Regions from separate parts of the Mus musculus genome. Here all the other regions are linked to region 1. The links are chromatin contacts, called in public HiChIP or PLAC-seq maps. All regions are on one chromosome and are shown on one strand. The core of a region is the stretch at or near the end of the contact, and the rest is flanking DNA. Distances in the headings are between cores, read along the strand shown. Region 1 has its middle 33 kb from the start of Nav2. Region 2 has its middle 7.5 kb from the start of Gm2788. Region 3 has its middle 36 kb from the start of Gm2788.

Region 1 (3,102 bases), core at 449-2,948:
GCAGGGAAGGAACTGTTATTAGCATATCATCACTGTCAGCCCTTTCCTCCTAATCTCTTCTCTCCCTTGAAAGATTCCCAACACTCAATCTACATAAGAGGACCTGCCTTGAGCTATGAGTGACACTGTGTGTGTGTGTGTGTGTGTGTGTGTGTGTGTGTGTGTGTGAGAGAGAGAGAGAGAGAGAGAGAGAGAGAGAGAGAGAGAGAGAGAGACATATGGCAGGGGGCAGCATCATTATGCCTGAGGTTCTAACAGTAGCCTATAAGGCCAGGTCTATTCCCCAGCAGCATCCCCTTGTGAGATGAGCTATCAGGGTCATACACACACACACACACCTACACAAGCTATCCCAACAACCCAGCTGTTTCCTTGCAGGGGTACTTCTTTACATGCAAGTATCTGTCAGACCCCTGATACAGCCTGTTCCCACAGGAAACCCACTCAGTAAGCCTGCTGATCTCTGCAGAGATATTTCCTGGATCCCTAAACCCTGCCATTTTGGAGGTTGGTCAGAGCCCATGCGAGTAGAGACCACTGGTATGAAGGGAAAAAGGGTTTATCACAAAGAGGGAATTCCATTGCTAGCTCCAGTCAGACACTGGTAGCTGGGCAGAAGGTGGAAGCAGGCCAGAAGCCATGGATATAAAACAATCCATGAAGACCAGGTCGGTCCATCCTGACTCCCGCCATTGTGCACACAGAGGTGGACACTCATTGGATTTGAAGATCCTTGGGTTCATAGGTCAGCTCTACTAGTCAGACCGGGTGTCTCCTTACTGTTCAAAACTCAGTTTCCCTCTATGAGACAATGAAGCTGAATAACTGCTGTGCAAATGAGGGTGGGCATGAATGATGCTTGAGTTCCTACTATGGTATCATTACTTGACAGTGAGCCCTAGCCATGGGTCATCCCAAGAGAACCTCGTCTCTATGTATGGCATTACCCCATGTGTGTTCAAGTCCTGGGCCTGTCTCTCATTATTAGGAAGTTAGCTAAGTACTACCAGTCACAACTAACTCTCATTCATTTAGTAATTTAATGGAAAGTGCTTGGCACTGTACCTGGCTCATAGTAAGTGCTCAATAAAGATTGGCTGTTGCTGACAGAACTAAGTTATTTAGCAACATTCCTAACATGCGGCTTTGAGAAACCTACCATTGCCTTTTGGGGGTGACAGGTGGACAGGGGAGCTGGGACACCCACCTTTCTGGCAGGTATGCTCATTTTGGATCTAAGGAGCCAAACTTTATTTATGTTTATTAATTCCCTATACTGGAAAGCCTACCTAGCCAGTTGCTTTATAGACACAACAATTATCTGGAGTAAGCATTATTATCCCGTTTATTGAAGAGAAATTAAAGTTCAGAAAGGAGAAGTGAGTAGTGAGGGAAGAGAGCAGTAAGGGAAACAAACAGGATTCTAACTCAGGTCAGCTTTATCCTGGCAAGCTGACTCTGACCGGTAAGGGGGCTCTATGCCTCTCTCCTATGTACAAGGTTATGGAGGGGGTGCCTGGCAGTTTCCTAGCATTTATTCAGCTCTGTTAGCCTGCCTAGGGTAGTTGATCTTTGAAAATTCAAAACACTGGAAGCTAGGGAAAAAAATAAAAAAGCTCAAAACAATAAAGAGTGATTCAGAGTGAGTCCTCCCTTGGCGGTTACGGGAAACGGGGAGGTGACAGCTTAGTCACTGTGGAATGGCCCAGTCCTTACTCATGGGCAGCAGGTCACACTGCTCAGGACAGAAGCCAGCAGAGCTTCTGGTGCCAAGAAGGCAGGAAGAGGCTCCAGCCAGGAGGGGAAGCCGGAAGAAGGAGAGCTGAGCAGGATCCATCCTGAAGGAGGTTCAGGCCAGAGGCCATCTGAGCCCCCAGACCCTCTCTCTCCACATCCCCTCTGTTTTCCAGGTTAACTACTCTCTGTGTTCAGACCCAGCAAAGATCTGGTCCTCGGGATGTGCAGAGCAAGGGTCTGTGTCACTGGGAGAATCACAGATGTTGAGAGCATTGGCAAAAGAAGGGCTGGCTGTCCCACAGGTGGCACAGGGCACTGAAGCCACCAGAAGGATGCCCTGGGGCTCCTGGTGTTTGGGTTGAACAATTGTTTTTCAAGCTTGCTTTTGAGAGTACCGAAGAGATGTCTCAGTGGTTAATGGCAAGTCCTGCTCTTTCAGAGGATCTAAGTTCAGTTCAAAGGCTCACATCAGGTGGCCTACAATCACCTGTAACTCTGGGATCCAATGCCTTCTTTTGGACTTCATGGGCACTTCGCGCACACGCGCTCGCGCGCACACACACACACACACACACACACACACACAGTTTTTAAAATCCCCAAACATGTTATGACTATTTTGTTTTACACACAGAAGTTCACTATAGTCTTTCCATGTCCATCAATCTTAGTCCACACAATGCAAAGACGACTTTACATTGGCTTCGGATTGGCCCAGGGAGGGCTGGTTCACTGTGTAAGCATCCTAGTGTTCCACACAGATGACTCCCTTTGTGTCTTAGGCAAATGAGACTTGCTTCTCTGGGCAGCTGGGTCTTGCATTTAAGCTGTAACCTTGGTGCCTGGATCTGGAGCAGGATACTCCTTTCTCTGCCACACATTCCTGCAGGGCTTCTGCTCCATTACTGCCAACCTCTATCACTGCTGCCTTCCCTGCTGATGGCTTCTCCCATAGAGCCTCCGTGTCTCTTTCTGTCTCTCCTTCACTTCTGCTCATCTCAGATGCCAGTACAGCTCTACAGTGACTGGGACACAAGAGAATTCAGCACACATTGATGCAGGGGCAGGGGTAAAGAAGAGACGGCTTGGGCTCATAGTTTGGCCCTCTTAGGTGGGTGAGATACCTTCCTTTATCCAGTCTGTGCCAAGACCCAGGGCACAAATTAAAGAAAGGACTTTCCTGAGACCAGACCCCCTGTCTGTCAATATGTGTTAGGTGTGTATTTTGGGTTGTAAATCCCCTAGAGACACTTGCATTTAAGATTTGCTACATTGGTGCTTTCTGAGACGTGGTGGGAACTTGAAGAGGTGAGTCCTGACGCAGGTTTTGGGTCACTGCGGCCGTGGCCCCTAAGAGTTTGTGGG
Region 2 (3,102 bases), core at 207-2,706, 320 kb after region 1:
GAGAGAGAGAGAGAGAGAAAGTGTTCGTGCTCTGCTCCCTAACTGTGCACACAATGACTAGCTGCTCACATCCCCACTCCCATGCCTTCCTTGGACTACTCCCTTGCTCAAACCAGGAGCCACAATGATGTCTTCCTCCCCCAAGTTTTCTCTAATCAGGTACTTGGTTGCAACAATAAGAAAAGTAACAGAGATAGCTGCAGTGGAAGCCAGGGTTCTGGGGGCAGAAGACCTGGACTTGAATCTCAAGCCTATCACTACCTGTCAAGGCTGTTGCAAGGCTCACAGGAGTGATGCCTGCTACTAGGACTAAGAACACTGTTGGCAACAGGAATCAGTCTCCGTATTGTGACTGTTCCTCACTACTGTATTTCTCCCAGCCATTAATTCAATCATTTGAACAAGGGCCCACCATGTTCTTTGCACTATGACAATGGTCAAACCAGTTCACATGCACGCACACACACACACACACACACACACACACACACACACACAGAGGCACACAAACCAGAGATACACAAAAACTGGGGAACACATCCACTGGGACACACACACAAACACACAGACCTCATATTCACTTTTCGATAAACTCTGGCACACAAATAATTGCACTGAAGCAGCATGCGAGGTGTACTTCTTAAATGTTCTAGAATGTTGAAGGAAGATCCCCTAAAGCAGCTACTGGAAGCTTCTCTATCGCAGGGCTTCTCAACCTTCCTAATGCTGTGACCCTTTAATACTGCTCTTCGTGCTGTGGTGACCCACGGCCATAAAATTATTTTTGTTGCTACTTCCTAATTATAATTTTGCTGCTGTTGTAAATTGTAATGTAAATCTGTGATATGGGGGCCCCTGGGAAATGGCTGTTCCACCTTCCAAAGGGATCACGACCCACAGGTTGAAAACTGATGCTCTAAAGCTTGGCCAGGAGATTCGGAACAGAGAAGGCTGAGGGGCAGGAGGATGTTAGGATGCTGCATAAGCAAAGATTCTGAAATAAAAAACAAAAACAAAACTGCCACTAACAACCAAAAAAAAAAAAAAGCATTACAACAAAACAAAACAAAGGCAACTTTAAATGATCACAGATAGCGATGGGTAACCCTGGGGGAAGAGCTCAGAGAGCGTGACGACATGGGAGGGAGAGTCCACATCAGGACTTTATGCTATGGACAGTGTGGCTGGCCCTGGCACATGCAGGGTTATAGGAAGACTGATCTGACTAGGCTGGGTGGACAGGATGGAGAGCCTAGTGACAAAGGGAGCAGGTCACTGCACTGGCCCAAAGTGTGCTAGTGAGGTTAAGAGTGAAGACAGGATATAGGGACACCGAGGCCAACGGATGTGACTCAGTAACCAGATGGCTGTCCAGGGAAAGGCAGCCCCAGCCTGGTGCTACATACCTACAAGCCCAGTATTCAGAAGTCTGAGGGAGGAGGACTGCTGTGAGTTTGAGGCCAGTCTGAGCTCACAGATTTAAACCACTGGACCTATAACAAACTCTGTAACCTCTCCCTAGGGGTTAGGGGTGGGGCTGCCTGGAGGTGGGGGAAAGACTCTGTGATTTTGAACTTAGCCCTCTTTTCTTCCTAGGGGAGGAGGCCAGCTGCCCCTCCCCAGGTTCTAACCCCCCAAGAGCTTCTGTTGTCTCTGCAAAAAAAGGGGATTGAACTACCACCTTCGCTGGGGTAAATGAGAGCAAATGGGTGAACCAGCTGGAGTCGATGTGACGTGCCTGTGGCAGGGTCTGCCACATAAAAGACTGCTCAGGAAGGCTTGAAGAGAATGTCTTGAAATGCAGAACACTAAAAGTATAACAGCTCAAGCTGCCCTGCTCCTGTCTGTTCATGTTCTGATGACTCAGAAGATTTTTCCGGGATCCTGACACTCATCAGCACTGTCACCCTGCTTAAGCCTTATAGGGACGCTTCTTTGGGCCATAATGAAATAAGCCAGATCACTGTGCGGACCCTGCAGGCAGAGCTTGGGGCGGGGGTGGCTGACAGCCACCCCTGTGGGATGTATCTGCAAATCTGGGTGGGTTTTTTGCTGTGTTCTCATCTGCCTGTCATTCCTCTTTCCCAACCGCCCCAGCAAAGCTTCCTCCCACATGCCTTCTATGAATTCTTGTGACTGACTTTGTGGTGACGGTCCCAGGGGCTGCTGACCAGTCATCCGGTGTGTATGTGGACTTCAAAGGCCTGTTGACACAGCTGCACACCCGACCCTAGGATCAGAACGGCCTGAAAGGTGTCTGCTGCCACTCCCTGAGAACAACAGAGCCCACCCAAGGGGACCTATGCTCTACCCCAGCTCTCAGAGCGCTGTGGTTTAGTCACTGGAAATTCCACACGAGGGACCTACCACAGAATTTGGAAATTACAGACAAGACTCCTGACTTGATACTTTCCAATTTTTCTTTGTCGCTGGAGACTTTTGTCCCCAAGCTGATCTCTCATTGCAGGCAATTACCCACTTGAGTCAAACAGCTGCTAGTTAAGGGGGAAAAAAGTCATGACACCCATGGACATGCCAAACTGCATAAGGAAAAGCCCGTGAGCTCTCAATTCTATACAAAGAAGTACAGGCAATTGAAGAGAGCTAGGAGAGGGAGAGGTGACCCTCCTCAGGGAAACACGTGTCAACTGGGCCAAATGGTGAGCCCTGAAACATTAGATGGACCCAACAGGTTATGTCAGGGAATATACATGTATAAATGCAAACATACACATAATAGCATCGATGAAAGAGACCATGAATTTGCAGGAGAGCAGAGAGGAGTATGTGAGGAGGCCAAGGGGAATTCAAATTATAATCTCAAAAATGAACAAAACCATCAAGAGCAGTCTGAAGCAATCCTCTACTGACCTGAAAGATGTTCATCTGTAAAGCACGGATGGATCCCAGTTGCTAGGCTTCAAAGTCTAGTGGGTTCCGATTCCCAAGGGAGCCTGGCACCAGTACTGAATTGAACAAGGTCCAGGGATTTAACTTCCTCGTGCCAGACGCAGACAACCACAGCTCAGAGGGGTCTAAGATCATGCAAACGCTAGCTCCTTCTGTGGAACTAAGGAGCTAGGAAGGGACTTGATTAGATTG
Region 3 (3,102 bases), core at 293-2,792, 300 kb after region 1:
TGGACCCTGAGCTCTGCATGCAGAAACACCCATGATGGGTTGAGCTAGTAGTGTCTGTGTATGACTCACAGCTGTGCTAAAGCGGGTGTGGGGGTCTTCCTCCCAGATCTGTAACCCACAGTCTAATGACAAACACCGGCAGACTAAAATTAAGGGATGCTAGTATCCCTCAAGGTGTCACAGCTAAGGAAAGACAGAAACTGAGACAGGACCCCCCACATGCAGTGTGGTATCCCAAATAGAATCCAGAAGAGGATGGTAACATAGGAACAGAGGCTGGAGTTTAGAAACTACTAGCAACATGTTAATAATTTTCCTTCAAGTTTTGAAGGTGCCCTGATGACACAGATTTTAATGGCGGGAGAAGCTAGGACCTGGATACCAGTAGAGAGCTTCCTTGTAACCCTTACATTATGACACAGTTGTCTAGTTCAAAGAACATTGGTTCCTGCAGTATATGCACCCCTGCCTCCTTTTGAACAGTCTCCCAAGAAGTAAAGGAGAGGTTTTCTTTCAATCAGGATGATCACATTTTGGGTCAAGACATTAACCGTCTTTTTTTGGACTCACAGATGACTACACAAGGCACCCCAATGGTGACTCACAAGTTCCTTTCACCAGAGCCCCTGCCTTCTCCCAGGCTGGCAACAGCACCTGGTCCCTTGAGTCAGTAAAGCCAACTGGTCATATTGGGACCCACCCAACGATCAGAGGGCAGGCAGGGGCTGCTCTTAAAGCCTGGCTAGGTGGGTCTGTTCGGACCACTGCTTAAGGGCAGATTGCAAAGGATCATCTCATCTGAGGCCAAGTGTGCCTCGTGCATGAAGTGTGTGTGTGTGTGTGTACGCGTGCGCGCGCGCGTGTGTGTAAGAGAGGCAGGTGGGAGAGAAAGGAAAGAGGGGAAAAAACAGGAGAAAGGGGAAAGAGAAAAGGAGAGGCAGACAGACAGAAGGCAGGGGGTTGAGGGGGGATGGGATCCTGAATCTGAAAGAGGAGGTCATGGTGAGTGGTCTCAAACAGGCTTCTGGAAATACCCCAGCAGGGAGGCGGCGAGTTCTTTTGGAAACCATCAGAGCAGGAAAGTGGTGTTGACCTACCTATTGTGCCGGCCCTTTCATTATCAGCAGGTAAGGCAGAGACTGAAACCACCCCTCAGTACCCAGGCTAATAGTCTCTGTGACTCCTGTCTCAGCTCCCCAACATCCCCCCATCCCCCGCTCCATTCAGTCACCTTTGGAGACCAACTTTTTACCTTTATTCTGTCAGCGACATCTGCATACAAGACATCTGCATACAAGCGTCTTGACTTTTACTTCAACAGTCTCCAAGACCCCTGGTCTTTCTTTCTCCAACCAGGCTAAGTCTTTCCCTCTCTCTCTCCCCTCTCCTTCTCACAGGACTGACTATTCTGTTTCCAAAATCGGTCACTAGATGCTTTTTAGCTCTGCCTGTGTCTGTGGCAGCACCCACAGCCCCAAAGCACAGCCACTAGGTGCCAGACCTCCAGGGCATCTTCTGGGGCTGGGATGTGGTAAGTCAAAGTCAGGCACAGCAGTGAGTCAGTCCAGAGCCAGGGGACAAGCGGAAACATCCACACCCTTCCTTCGGAGCAAAGTTTGCTCTTAACTTTAACATTCCTTTCTCAACTGGCTCATTTGAACAGAGTGAAGTTTGGACAGGATATTAAAGAAAGCAACGTCAGGAAGCGGAAACCACACCAGGAATTTTAAGAGATTACTTGACCTGAATTGTTTCTCACCAGGAATCAGAGAACTGCAAGACAAAGAGGATGCTGGAGCTGCACTGAGACAGGCACAAAGGGAGGCCCTCAGAGATGGAGCCACGCATTGGGAAGGATGCTAACAAATGTGGTGTCTTGAGACTGCTCTGAGAATGGAGGGTGAAAACGAAGCCAGAGTTGCAATGCTCTCCTGACATGAGAGGTCACTGCCAAAAGGCCTGAGTAACAAGGAGTGTCAGAGGGCTGGCCGGGTGACAGAGGGATGGGGTGATGAGCAACTGGGATAATGGAGATGGTGACCAGAAACAAACAGGAAGTCACACTGTACTCTCTCCCTTCTCCTGATTCCACAGCAGGTAAGCCTGCTCTGGCTTCAGCTGGCAGAGGCGAAGTGGAAGAACTGAGTACCAAAAGGTGTGTGGGACTCACAGTGATGGGATGTGCCTTGATCCAGGACTCAGGGAAATGGAGGAAGGAGCTCTGGTGGCCCAATTTAGACTGCACGGAAAGTCTGAGGCTAGAATAGGCTACAGAGAGAGCCCTGCCTCAGAGAAGAATAAGATTAAAAATAAAACTACGTGTGAAATGGAAGCTTATTACCCTGCAGGAGGGCAATGGAAATAGAAAGGGGAAAGGCAGACCCTTACAACTTACCCAGTGACTGTAGCAGCAATAAACCATGAACATGTATAGCCATGTGAAAACAATGTGTGTGTGCCTACCCGCACAGGCTAATAGTCTCTGTGACTCCTGTCTCAGCTCCCCAACATCCCCCCATCCCCCGCTCCATTCAGTCACCTTTGGAGACCAACTTTCTACCTTTATTCTGTCAGCAACATCCGCACACAAGCTTCTTGACTTTTACTTCAACAGTCTCCAAGACCCCTGGTCTTTCTTTCTCCACCGGGCTAAGTCTTTCCCTCTCTCTCTCCCCTCTTGTTCTCACAGGACTGACTATTCTGTTTCCAAAATCAGTCACTAGATGCTTTTTAGCTTATTACCCTGCAAGGGGGCAATGGAAATAGAAAGGGGAAATACATATGTGTATGTGTGTGTGTAAAAAGCTAGCTTTCAATTTCTAATAACAGAAAATGTTTATTAAGACAAACAACCTAATTCGTCACTTGTAAGGACCCAAGGAGGTTCACACCTAGAGAATCTTCATCTCACAGATCCGAGCAGTAAAGTCTACAGATGGTAAGGGGGTTGCTTGTGATGCTCAGAGTAAAAGACCAGAGATCAGGCCCCATAGAGTTCATGTATGATCCCCTCGTCTGCTAAACATCACAGTTGAGGCTCTACTCTCTCTTCCCACACCCCCAAGGCCCCCTCCTGAGACCACTGGGTTCCTTTCTGCTGTC

What was found. HiChIP or PLAC-seq counts read pairs in DNA pulled down with a chosen protein or histone mark.
Region 2: a FOXA1 HiChIP or PLAC-seq map of pancreatic cancer cells shows a contact between it and region 1. The contact joins two enhancer-like sites. A contact is called at or near these places in 1 of 39 promoter capture datasets (cranial neural crest), 2 of 115 datasets of contacts at active chromatin or transcription factors (embryonic limb bud and pancreatic cancer cells) and 1 of 9 other capture datasets (pancreatic islet).
Region 3: a FOXA1 HiChIP or PLAC-seq map of pancreatic cancer cells shows a contact between it and region 1. The contact joins two enhancer-like sites. A contact is called at or near these places in 1 of 15 datasets of contacts at CTCF or cohesin (the NIH/3T3 cell line), 1 of 484 Hi-C or Micro-C datasets (bone marrow-derived macrophages) and 1 of 115 datasets of contacts at active chromatin or transcription factors (pancreatic cancer cells).

What each region holds. Positions count from the first base shown.
Region 1 is chr7:49,211,822-49,214,923 of GRCm38.p6, reverse strand. It overlaps a transcript of Nav2 not described here. Among named protein-coding and RNA genes, the nearest start is that of Nav2, 33 kb to the left of the region's middle. Within about 2 kb of position 1,698, at least 48 of the 459 cell types and tissues checked have an H3K27ac peak or open chromatin away from gene starts, as enhancers often do. A contact at or near this core is called in the NIH/3T3 cell line and pancreatic cancer cells, where this site is marked.
Region 2 is chr7:48,887,200-48,890,301 of GRCm38.p6, reverse strand. No RefSeq gene overlaps it. Among named protein-coding and RNA genes, the nearest start is that of Gm2788, 7.5 kb to the right of the region's middle. Within about 2 kb of position 1,456, at least 62 of the 459 cell types and tissues checked have an H3K27ac peak or open chromatin away from gene starts, as enhancers often do. A contact at or near this core is called in pancreatic cancer cells, where this site is marked.
Region 3 is chr7:48,916,166-48,919,267 of GRCm38.p6, reverse strand. No RefSeq gene overlaps it. Among named protein-coding and RNA genes, the nearest start is that of Gm2788, 36 kb to the right of the region's middle. Within about 2 kb of position 1,542, at least 59 of the 459 cell types and tissues checked have an H3K27ac peak or open chromatin away from gene starts, as enhancers often do. A contact at or near this core is called in the NIH/3T3 cell line and pancreatic cancer cells, where this site is marked.